Regions from separate parts of the Mus musculus genome. Here region 2 is linked to region 1. Evidence: chromatin contacts called from public Hi-C data. All regions are on one chromosome and are shown on one strand. The core of a region is the stretch at or near the end of the contact, and the rest is flanking DNA. Distances in the headings are between cores, read along the strand shown. Region 1 overlaps Tmcc1 (transmembrane and coiled coil domains 1). Region 2 overlaps Tmcc1 (transmembrane and coiled coil domains 1).

Evidence for each region. A called contact is a pair of places that touch in the nucleus more often than the background predicts.
Region 2: a Hi-C map of bone marrow-derived macrophages shows a contact between it and region 1, with 44 read pairs. The contact joins two enhancer-like sites. A contact is called at or near these places in 4 of 39 promoter capture datasets (the C10 cell line, HPC-7-derived erythroid cells, embryonic stem cells and 1 more), 1 of 15 datasets of contacts at CTCF or cohesin (the NIH/3T3 cell line), 22 of 484 Hi-C or Micro-C datasets (the 3T3-L1 cell line, B cells, the C10 cell line and 13 more), 8 of 115 datasets of contacts at active chromatin or transcription factors (the HPC-7 cell line, bone marrow-derived macrophages, cardiomyocytes and 5 more) and 5 of 9 other capture datasets (adipose tissue, embryonic stem cells, embryonic trunk and 2 more).

Annotation. Positions count from the first base shown.
Region 1 is chr6:116,035,261-116,041,526 of GRCm38.p6, forward strand. All of the region lies in intron 4 of Tmcc1 (transmembrane and coiled coil domains 1), which reads right to left. Among named protein-coding and RNA genes, the nearest start is that of Plxnd1, 43 kb to the left of the region's middle. Within about 2 kb of position 2,156, at least 37 of the 459 cell types and tissues checked have an H3K27ac peak or open chromatin away from gene starts, as enhancers often do. A contact at or near this core is called in bone marrow-derived macrophages, where this site is marked.
Region 2 is chr6:116,120,270-116,126,473 of GRCm38.p6, forward strand. All of the region lies in intron 3 of Tmcc1 (transmembrane and coiled coil domains 1), which reads right to left. Among named protein-coding and RNA genes, the nearest start is that of Tmcc1, 70 kb to the right of the region's middle. Within about 2 kb of position 2,767, at least 21 of the 459 cell types and tissues checked have an H3K27ac peak or open chromatin away from gene starts, as enhancers often do. A contact at or near this core is called in bone marrow-derived macrophages, where this site is marked.

The DNA of each region.
Region 1 (6,266 bases), core at 906-3,405:
GCAACACAGCATCTTCCTTGATCAAAGATAAACCAGGGGTTCTTCTGGGTTAAATTTCTAATGAAAAAGAAACTAGGTAAATGCCTAGGCTGGGAACTTCAATCTAAAGCTTTTTTGGGTGTGGCTCAAAAATCTGGAGTCACCTGGTGAGCCCGTGGGGCTTTTTTGGTTAGACAAGAGGTCAGTAGAACAGATGTCTGGTAAGGTTTGTGGAGCAAGTTCTGAGACACACGAACTGACACAAATAGGCAGGCAATCTTGGGAGCAAACTCCTGTACCATTTCCCAAATGCATTTGGGACACACAGGTAGACTCTGACAAGGTTTGACCAGAATTGGGAGTCACAGCTGAGTATGGAATATGAAATGCGGGAATGTGAACAATTGCAGCCTCTGCTGGGGAAATGGATAATTTGGTATATGTCTTATGACTTCACTGTGCTCAAGTACATGAGGAGGCTAGGCAACAGTGAACTACTAACCCTAGCACTTGCACAACTGAAGAAGGACAACTGAAAATTTCAGCCAGGCTAGTCTACCTAGTGAGACCTTGTCTCAAAAAGGAGAGCAGAGCACAATATTAGTCCCTTAAGAATTTAAACAGTTAATTTTTCTTAATACAAAGATAAGAGGTGCCCAAAGAGCATTGGAAATGAAATCTACATAGGGATTCTGGCAATTTGGATATCAGGCAATGCCAACTGTGTAGCAATTCGGACACACTTGGAAAAAAACACAGTTGTTTATTGAACACCTAGCGTGGTGATGCGTGTGGTATTGATGGTAACTGGTTTTGGGGTCTCAAATATGCTAAGCATGTATTCTACCATTCATCTACACCCTCAACACTGAGTTCTACTTAAATCAAGCACCCTACTAAGATGTTTCCATGTACATGGTCCCCCCTTCCCCTTTCCATTCCATTTAATAATGGTTATGACACTTTTAAATAAATATCACCTTGCATAGGCAGAGAAACTGACGCTCAAATGAATTGTATGATCTACTCAAGGCCATGTAATTTAGAAGTATCAGAACTGGCAAGCTTGTCCAGATCTGATGATTTAATTAATAGGTATTATTAATTTCTTTTTTCTTTCCATACTCCTCCTCTATAACTCTTTAATGACTAAGCTAGGAAGAACACACCTGGGAATCTCTTTGTACACAGCAGGTCTTACCTTTTATAAGAATATCTCTGAACTAGGACCCTCCTCTACATACACACTTTTAAAGCAAAAGGCTAACCCGATTCCAATAATCTTGGCTTCTATTTCAAAGTTATTGTTTAAGTACAGCCCACAACTCTAGAGATGCTGATCAATTTTCAGTTGATTAACAGTTGAAAGGGGGTTAAAACAACTACATGTGAACATATCCAATGACAGTAAAACCATGCTTAAACCACCACTTACATTGTTATGTTGAAATACTGATCACACTGTGAACCCTGAGATTGTGTTATTTACTCGAAAAACCTGTTTCCAGTTGTGTTGTGACTCAGTCTTAGCATCCACCTTTATCCCTCTGGCTGGAATACAGACATGCCTTTAGTATACACCTTTAATCCCACATAATGAAGGTAAAGTTAGTTTGTAGAAGGAAACACTCATGTTTTTTAAGTGATATCTAATTGAGTGGCAGACAAAGTGACAAATCGGTGAAAGATTTGATAGAATAGGGTATGCCCAACTCTCACGAGAAGTGAGAGGTAAGAGAGACAATGTAAGAGGAAACAGTGCAGAAGAGAAAGAGAAGGGAACGTTTTACAGACAGGTTGAAAAGTGAACAAGCTAGACACTGGTGAAAAGAGAATGAGCCAGAGAATGAGGAGGGGCCAGAAGATTAGAACAGATTGTCAGTTAGTATGAGGCCAAGCAGAGCAATTTAGTCAGTGCCTGAGAGAGAAGTTAGATTGAATTCATCAGTTTGGAGAGGAGCTGGAGCCAGAACAGCTAGCTGAGCTGAACCTGACAGAAAGAGCTTGAAAGGGTGAGCTTATTCAGTAGCAAGTCTCAGAGGCTGAAAACATTCAAAGCCTAGATTACATTGTACAGAGGCTAAAAGATTTCAGGACTAGGTCCAGGTTAGCTGATTGAGGAGGCAGTAAACCTCAGAGATGACAATGACATCAGGCGAATAAAAGTTACATAACATAGTGTAGGAGAGCCTGGCCTGACTGGGTCAGCCACGTTACTCAATGCTCTACTGCATGTGATGCTGCTTCTCCCTCTCCCTTTGCCCTTGTGACTCAGTGTGGTATAGAATATCCTTGGCCTTAATACCAATAGTCTCAGAAGCTGGTTCCAAAGCATAGTAATCCCCTCAAAATAGAAGCTTTTTAAATTGCACTACTGCTCATCAACACCTCTGCCCACTCTATACAACTGCTCATACCAGCAGCAAACACAGCCAGGAGTTCTACAGGAGAGCTTTCTATCCTTCATACTGTCAGTGCATTTGCTATAGCTGAGCCTAACCTTCACCAGTCTGCTAACCAATATACTGACTCGGGGAACAAGCCTAGACCTCTCAGTTGCTACTGGTAACTACGTGCATGTGAAGCGATTTCCTGGGTGACATGGTGAAACCATTTGTCTTTTCTGGCCTCAGTGCATGCATGTGTCATCAGGTTCAACCACATACAGAAGCCCCTTCTCTGAGTAGCGCTTTGAATCCAGGAGCCACTAGCAAACCTATACTAAAACTTTAGAGAGATGACAAAGGGAACTGGGTAAGGAAATATGAAGTCCACAGGGCTCTCATCACTTAAAACTTTATTAAACCTCATTCCTTTCTCCTCACGGATCTCACTCATAATTTAAAGTCCTATATAGGGGTTGGAGAGATGGCTCAGTGGTTAAGAACGTTGACTACTCTTCCAAAGGACCAGAGTTCAATTCCCAGCACCCATATGGCACATCACAATTGTCTGTAAGTCCAGTTCCAGAAGAGCTGACCCCCCCCAAAAAAAAAACCCAGATATGCAAGCAAAATACCAATGCACATGAAAAATATGTAAAAAAAAAAGAGGTCTGGTGCAAAGCTTATAAAGACTCACAACTAATTCCTTTCAAAGGGTGAAGCAGAGCCCAGATGTAGGCTTTGCTATCATGGCTGCCCAGCCTGTCAGGCACAAGTGTGTGGGTGAGACAGAGGCACCGGAATATCTGATTACTGGCAGAGTTAAGCAAACTATCTCCAGTTCACAGGGGCAGAACACAGTGGAAGCGTGGAAGCAAGTGGTGGCACTGATGAGAATGGCTCTGAAGGGGAAGAGGGCTCCAGGGTCTCAAGGAGATTTCACTACCTACACTGTTATATTAGTTTTGGTTGTATTAGCTTTCACAGAATTCTATAATATACTCAAAATAGCGACTCACCTTTAAATAAACACACACACACTCTAACCTGGGAAAGCCTGCTAGCATCCAGAGCAGTCATCAGTGCGTCTCAAAATTACAACGGTCATTCAATCACAGATAGCAGGGTTGAGATTGAAAAACAACGTGTGCTGTTATAGAACACTGGATTTTAGGTGAGATAAAGTCTTGGCTTTGCTGTTGACCTTCAGCAAATTAAAAAACAAACAAACAAACAAACAAACCAACCAACCACACTGGTCTAGTGAGGTGGTACATGCCTTTATTTATTCCCAGCAACTTGAGAGGCAGAGGCAAGTAGATCTATGAGTTCGAGCCAGCCCAGTACACACAGAGTGAGTTTAAGGACAGCTAGAGCTATACAAAGAAACTCTGTATTGAAAAGCCAGACAGCCAACTCACCAAACAAAAAACCTCCCCACATTGGATCTCAATTTTGTTGACTGTAAAATGGGATAACACAGCCTACCTGCAAGTTGCTGGGAGGGTTAGTGAATGTGCATCACAGCAGTTCAGCAAATTCTAAAAGTGATAGTTTTATCAACTCTACCTCTACCACCACTGCCACCACCTCCTTCTTCTTCCTCCTCCTCCTCCCCATTACCATCCAAGCTAAAACACTGGTTGCTGACCTGCTTAGGTGCTGGTAGGATAAAGCACAGAAACACAAAAGACAATGCAGCAGCCATGTCCAAGTTAATTAATTCTTGGTCATATAGTTCACCCATCACCTGTACTTTCTTCCTAGACAATCCAAGCTTGCAACAAAGTAGAAATAAATATATGGGCTGGGGTGTAGCTTAATGGTAGACTACTTATCTAGCATGTACAAGACCAAAGGGGGTACAAAACAAATTAGGGGCTGCTGCAGGCAGCTCCCTAATAGTGTAGCATGGAACAGGTAGGGAATGGAGAGAAACTATGTAAAGAAGACAAGCTAGAACACAAACACACAAACAAAAGGCTGCCAGCATTTTCTGCAGACATGTATAACCACATAAGCCCTGTCAGCCCAGAGCACTCCTGGCTGCACTGCTTCTCTTCTCAGCTATCATCACTCAGCTGGGTTATTTTGTCAAGTGTTACTAGAAAATGTCTCCAAAAATGCTTAAAATTGGAAAAGTTTTGGTGTCTAAAACAGGTTTTCATTCATGAGAAGAGTGTCATTTCTGTGAAACTGTTAAAAGATGAACAATGCTAAACAAATATATTTGCTGTAATGGAGACATACAAAGAAGGCCAATCTTTTTACTGCTGTTTTTAGGCAATTGTCAGTGTGAGTGTGTCTGTGTGTATAAATATGTAAATGGAGTCTCATATTGTGGCTTTTTCAAATGGAGCCTTCAGGATTTTGTTATAAGGAAAAATCATTGTGAGGCTGAGAGGAGAGCAGAGGGAGACTACACATCCAACAGGGTTCAGGCTTCTTTACTTTCTATTCCTTGAAACCTGGCTACTCCAGAGATCCCAAAGTACAACAAAGGGAGAATGCTACTCATGTGCACGAGGGGCTGAGACACAATCCTAAGGCACTGAGAGGAGATGACAGACCCATCTCGGACTTAATCTAATAGACAAACAAAGGCAGACTTTTCCAGATGTGTTGCTCTCCTTTTCTCACAGTGGTCAATATCTAACTTGAAAAAAAATAATCTCTAAATGAATTTTAAGTCCTAGAGGAATTTAATAACAGGAATAATAATTAATTTTTTAAATAATGGACAGAGGTCCTCTGGAGGGTGGGTCTGGGGCTCAGCAGCAGTGGCTACCTGACATCACTGCAGCATTGGGGGCCAGCACTGGCTTGCAAGCTTCACACACTATTTCATTTCAGTGTTGTAGCAATTTTTTGCAGGGCCTTTGCTACTGTTATGATATAGGCAGGAAGCCCTTACACAGATGTTAATCTTTTTTTCACAGCTAGTAACAGAAATGGTAGTGGAATTTTGGTTTAATATGGTAAAAAAGGACCAGTGTCTTAATTTTAATCAGTCCACTTAAACACTATTTTCCCAGGCTATTAAATATAGAAAACACTGATGAAAATAGTAATACATATACCTTTTTTCCTTTCCTAAACTTACTCCTTTTTCACCATTGTCAAGTCTTTTTCTTTATGGAAAAACAAAATGGGGCTGGAGAGATGGCTCAGCAGTTAAGAGTACTGACTGCTCTTCCGAAGGTCCTGAGTTTAAATCCCAGCAACCACATGGTGGTTCACAACCATCCATAATAAGATCTGACACCCTCTTCTGGTGTGTCTAAAGACAGTTACAGTGTACTTACATTTAATTAATAAATAAATCTTTAAAACAAAACAAAACCCACTACATTGTATTTAGTGTGTATGTGTGTGGGTGCGTGTATGCAAAGGTGCTAATGACAACTTATGGGAGCTACACTTAGATCTTGGCAGCTAGTGCTTTTACCTGCTGGACTACCTTGCCAGTAGTACTCCTACCCTCTTTTTGGTGGTCAGGTAAACACTCTGCCACTACCTACCCTCTTTTTAAAATGTCTACTTTTATTTTTTAAGATTAGGTCTCATGTGGTCCTGGTTGTCCCCAAATTTCCTATGGATGAACTTGGTTTTTTTTTTTTTAAGGAGGCTGGGTGGTGGTGGTGTATGCCTTTAGTCCCAGGATTCAGGAGGCAGATCTCTGAGTTCAAGGCCAGCCTGGTCTACACAGTGAGTTCCAGGACAGTGAGGGCTACACAGAGAAACCCTGTCTCCAAAACAAACAAACAAACAAACAAACACCCAACAACAAGAAACCCAAAGAAAAACAAACAAACAAACAAACAAACACATTTTATTTGTAGTTTTGTGTTATCTATGTGTCTGCCACATGTTTGTTCATGTCAGACAATAAAAGACAAAAGA
Region 2 (6,204 bases), core at 1,517-4,016, 86 kb after region 1:
AAAAGACTGTGGGAAACTTTAGGAGATGAAGGAAACAGGTCATAGAGAACAAGCCTTTGAGGAGTATTATAACCCTAAGCCCCTCCTATCTAGTTATACTTTCAGCTTCCTATATAAAAAGCTCTTTTACCACATGCTCCTGCAGCCATGACACTCTACCTATGCATACAAGGCAAAGCAAACATGGACTGACCACTGCAAAACTGTGAGCCCAAGTATATCCTTTTCCCCTTTAGTAGTTTTTGATAAGTATTTTTTTATAGCAGTGAGAAAAGTAACTTATTTGGACTAGGAAACTTGGATATCTCAGCCTAGAAGAACATATAGTTGTAAGCTGATAAACTGGCTCATCAGATAAAGGTCCTTACCACCAAACATGACCATTTGACTTCAATAGTAGAAGCCCATAGTGGAAGGAAAGAAATGAAACCTGCAAGTTGTTCTATCCTATGGCTATAAAAAGGTTGTTTCAACATCTATTTGCATAGTGGTCTTACAAATTATGTGTGTTTTTTTTAAATTAATAAACCATGTGAGCTCTAAAGAGTTATGCATGTTCTAATAGGTTTCCATTTAACTGAAGTTTTAGAAATCAGATGCATGTAGAGAAGGTGGGAATGATCTTCTGTTAGAGTACTGCATTCATCCAACAAAGCAGTGGCTTTGTTAGTTTGTATATCTTTGGCTCAGGAAGTGACATATTAAGAGGTGTGGCCTTGTTGGAGTAAGTGTGTCACTATGGGTGTGGGCTTTAAGACCCTAATCCTAACTACCTGGAAGTGAGTCTTCTACTAGCAGCCTTCACATGAAGATATAGAACTCTCAGTTCTGCCTGTACCATGCCTGTCTAGATGCTATACTCCCACTTTGATGATAATGGGCTGAACCTCTGAACCTATAAGCCAGCCCCAATGAAATGTTGTCTTTTATAAGACTTGCCTTGGTCATGGTGTCGTCTATTCACAGCAGTAAAGAGCACTGACTGCTCTTCAGAAGGTCATGAGTTCAAATCCCAGCAACCACATGGTGGCTCACAACCACCCATAATGAGATCTGACACCCTCTTCTGGTGTGTTTGAAGACAGCTCCAGTGTACTTATGTATAATAATAAATAAATCTTAAAAAAAAAAAAACCGTAGGACAGGAGTTGGTACAGCAGCAGTTTATTATCAAATGGAAGTGGTATATACATGATAGGACCTGAGTAGGTCCTGAAGGTACAAGCAAGTTACATAAAGAAGTTGCTCAAATCCCTATAGTTTCTACTCCTGCTACAATGTCATCTGCTGCCAAGCGTGAGCCTATAGCCTCATGGGATGTTTCCTATGGTCAGCTGATTGAAGAAGAGAAGACTAGAACCTGGTTTACCGATGGCTCTGCACATTATGCAGGCACCAAGCAGAAGTGAACAGCTGAAGCATTAATCCCCTTTCTGGGACAATCCTGAAAGATACAGGTGAAAGAAAATCTTCACAGTGGGCAGAACTTCAGGCAGTACACATGGTATTACAGTTTGTTTGGAGAAAGAACTGGCCAGATGTACGACTGTTCACTGACTCGGGCTGTAGACAATGGATTGGCTGGATGGTCAGGGACTTGGAAAGATCACAATTGGAAAATTGGTGAGAAAGACATCTGGGGAAAAAGTATGTGAATAGATCTCTACAAAGGGTAAAGGATGTGAAGATATTTGTGTCCCATGTAAATGCTCACCAAAAGGTGACTTCGGGTGAGGAGGAGTTCAGTAATCAAGTGGATAAGACGACCCGTTCTGTGGACAGTCAGCCTTTTTCCCCAGCCATCCCTGTCACTGCTCAATGGGCACATGAACAAAGTGGCCATGGTACAGAAATGGAGGTTATGCTTGGGCTCAACAATACGGACTTCCACTCACCAAGGCTGACCTGCCTACAGCTGCTATTGAATACCAGATCTGCCAACAGCAGAAACCAACACTGAGCCCCAGATATGGCACCATTCCTCAAGGTGACCAGCCAGCAACCTGGTGGCAAGTTAATTACATTGGACCACTTCCTATGTGGAAAGGATAACATTTTGTTCTTACTGCAGTAGATACTTATTCTGGTTATGGATTTGCCTTTCTTGCACGTAATGCTTCTACCAAAGCCACCATCTGTGGGCTCACAAAATCCCTTATCCATTGTCCTGGTATTCCACATAGTATTGCTTCTGACCAAGGAACTCATTTCACAGCCAGAAAAGTGCAACAGTGGGCCCATGATCATAGAACCCACTGGCCTTACCATGTATGTTCCTTCTCTACCATCCTGAAGCAACTGGTCTGACAGAAAGATGGAATGGCCTTTTGTAGACACAGTTATGGCCAGGTAGTGGTGGCACACGCCTTTAATCTCAGCACTCGGGAGGCAGAGGCAGGTGGGTTTCTGAGTTCGAGGCCGGCCTGGTCGACAGAGTGAGTTCCAGGACAGCCAGGGCTACACAGAGAAACCCTGTCTCGAAAAAACCAAAACAAGAACACTCTGCTTGAAGACACAGTTACAGCACTAATTAGGTGGCAGCAGCAATGGAGGGCTGGGGCAGTGTTCTTCAGAAGGCAGTATATGCTTTGAATCAGCATTCAATATAAAGTACAGTTTCTCCCATAGCCAGGATTCATGGGTCCAGGAATCAAGGTGTGGAAAAGGGAATAGTTCTACTTACTATCACTCCTAGTGATCCTCTAGAAAAATCTTCACTTCCTGTCCCCACAACCCTAGGTTCTGCTTGCCTAGAAGTTTTGGTTCCAGAAAAGGGAGTGCTCCTACCAGCAGCCACAACAAACATTCTATTGAACCGGAAGCTCAGACTTCCCCCTGGGCTGGGCTTCTATGTCCTTAAACCAACAGGATAAGAAAGGAATATCAGTGTTAGGAGGGGTGATAGATCCAGATTACCATGGGGAAACTGGACTGCCTCTTCACACTGGAGGTAAGTAGGATTGTGTCTAGAGTGCAGGAGATCCCTTAGGGTGTTGTTTAGTACTACCATGTTCTGTGATTAAAGTCCATGGGAAACTACAACCCTAATCCAAGCATGATGACAAAGGACACAGATCCATCAGGAATGAAGGCATGGATCACTCCTCCAGGAAAAGAGCCAAGACCTGCTGAGGTACTTGCAGAGAGTGGAGGAAATACAGAATGAGTAATAGAGGAAGGTAGTTATAAATACCATCTAAGGCCACGTGACCAATTGCAGAAATGAGGATTTTAAAGTAATATAAATGCTTCTGTTTTATTTTGTTAAGAACACATTTGTATAGTATAAGCTTTTTGTGCTTTCTTCCAATTTCTTTAACATTAATTGGTATTTATGTTGAGACACTAAAAGAATGTTTCCAAAGGACATTGCCTCATTGTAAATTTATAAATGCATTTGTGATTGTACAAGGAATAGTTATATTATGTTAAGCGTATTCATGATGACCTTGTTATTGTTGCATGTGGACATGAAATATTATTTGTGTCAGGTTGACAAGGGGTAGATTGTAATGGCTATTCTTGGTTGTCAACTTGATTATATATGGAATGAACTACAATCCAGAATTGGAGGGCTCACCTGTGATCCAGATCTTGAATCTGGAAGACACAAGTTTCTGACCTGGATCTTAGCATTGAGATCTTGAGGCATAGTGGCTACGAAAAGCTTAGGCCCAGGCAAGGTAGTACATGCCTTTAACCCCAGGAAACAAGGGAAGGAGATCTGTGAATTCAAGGTCTGCCTAGGACAAAACAAGTCCCAGATCCAGGTGTGGTAGTATACACCTTTAATCTGGGCCACACCTTTTGCTGGAGACCTACACAAGGACATTGGAGAAGGAAGATTCGCTCTTCTTCACCTGCTTGCATTTACTTGCCAACACATCTGTTGGAATCTATTTCCCACTCACAGTTGGGGTACATTGTTGGGGTGGTTGGACTACCTCACAATCACAACAAATTCTCTTAATTATATTAAGACATTCCATAAGTTCTGTGACTCTTGAGAAACCTGACTAATACAGAGACTATGGAGAAATACTGGCTTGTTCCCCATGGCTTGCTTAACACACTTTCTTATACATGCCAGAACCATCAGCCTAGGAGTGGCACCGTACAAAACTGGCTGGACCCTCCAATACTTATCAATCAGCAATTAATTAAATTGACCACAAGCTTGCCTACAGGCCAATCTGGTAGAAGCATCTACTCAATTGAGGTTCTCTCTTCTAAAAATGACTAGCATGTGGTAAGTTTACATAAAACTAGCCAGTACAATCTTAGTCTTACAGGTAGGATTCTATGTATGATGTTTAATACTCAAAAGGGAGAGATAAAAGTCTTATCTCTATAGACTGAAATTTACTTACTTGCCAATTCAAATATCTCTAAAACTTTTATGCTTAGTTACAAATTATACACATAGAAGTTTTTCTTGTACATACCTACCATAAACAAAAATTGAAGTATAAAGGGTGAAGGCTTAAAAAATCATGGAAGCCAGGCAGTGGTGGCGCATGCCTTTAATCCCAGCACTTGGGAGGCAGAGGCAGGCGGATTTCTGAGTTGGAGGCCAGCCTGGTCTACAAAGTGAGTTCCAGGACAGCCAGGCTACACAGAGAAATCCTGTCTCAAAAAAACAAAAACAAAACAAATAAAAAATCATGGAAGTTGAGGTGTCCCCCCCCCATCCCATTGATTATATATTGTAGTGCAGTTGGTTGAGTATTTAGATATAAAGAACAAAAACAAATCAGCCAACAATAGTCTATTTTCTACATATACACATCATTTGAGGGGACGCAGTAGTGGCTTTCTGGCAATTTCACTGTGACTTTTTGATTGTAGATAGAAGAACAAATTGGAAACAGAGTTTTCCATTTTATCTAAGTTTCTTTTTATAAACTAACTATCATGTCTCAAACCTTTTGTCAATTACTTAAGATCAATATTTTCCTTTTTGTCGTTTTAGGAAAATTAGTTTGTAGTTCATTTAATTTTTTGCCAATATACTTCTTTTAAAGATCTTCCATAGCTTCTGAACTTAGAACATACTGTCTACTCTAGATGCACAATAAAAACCAGCCAATATTAAACTATCCGTGCTATGGAAAAAGCAGCAAGAACTTATCCACCGTTCTACTAGCACTCTGGTCATGAAGAAGTTTGACTTTTCCCTAGATCCTAATTAACTCATTAAAAAAATTTTTTTTTTAGATTTATTTACTCGGTTTTGCCTGCATATACATCTGTATATCAAGAGTATGACTAATTCCATGTGGAGATAATAAGACAGTGTTGGATTCCCTGGAATTGGAGCTTTGGATGGTTGTGAACTGCCATGTAGATGCTAGGAACCAATCCTAGATCCCCTGTGTTACACATTTCTTCTAGGCACTGATAAGTTACCTAGCAACAGCCATGGTTGCTATAAAAAGACTGGCCTCCCTTTCTCCCTCTCTGATCCCTTTCTCTTTCTCTGGCCTCCCTCTCTGGCCTCTCTTGTCCTTTCCCCCTTCTCTCCATGAATTCATGGCAGGCCAATTCCTTCTCCCCCCTCCCTCTCCCTGTCCTTCTCTGTCCCCTCTCTTTTTCCCCCTGTACTCCATTCTCAACCCCACTTCCCATGCTCCAAAATAAACTTCATTTTATACTAACCCTATTGTACAGCTGGTACCTTAGAGGGGATGCCTCAGCATGGGCCTGCTAAGGCCCTCCCTCCCTGCTGCATCAGCCCATGTTTTACAGAACTTACTACTCTGTATCAGCAGCAAGTGCTCCTAACTCCTAAGTCATGTCTCCAGGCCCTAGTTACATAATTTTAAGAGAGGCTATGGGCAGGTAAACAACCTTACAAAATAATATACCAACTATATCAGGAAAAGCTTGATCATTGAATGGCCTGTTAAAAGTCAATATTGTCAAGGCATATTAATAAGGTTACGTAAGTATGGATTTTGCCTTCATTACCATTTCTTAGTATAACTCTAAAATGTTGTATTGTGTCATGAGATTTCCATATGAATTCTCCACACCCACCCATACTCACAATGCATAAATACCTTCACAAACACTGCTTATTTAGCTGGTTATCACAGTAAATAAGATAGATTTTAGACATTCTAAATAACCCTTTGTTAATTTCTTTAGAAACATAAGCATATACAACATCACTACTCAAATTTTAATTATAGTATTAAAAGT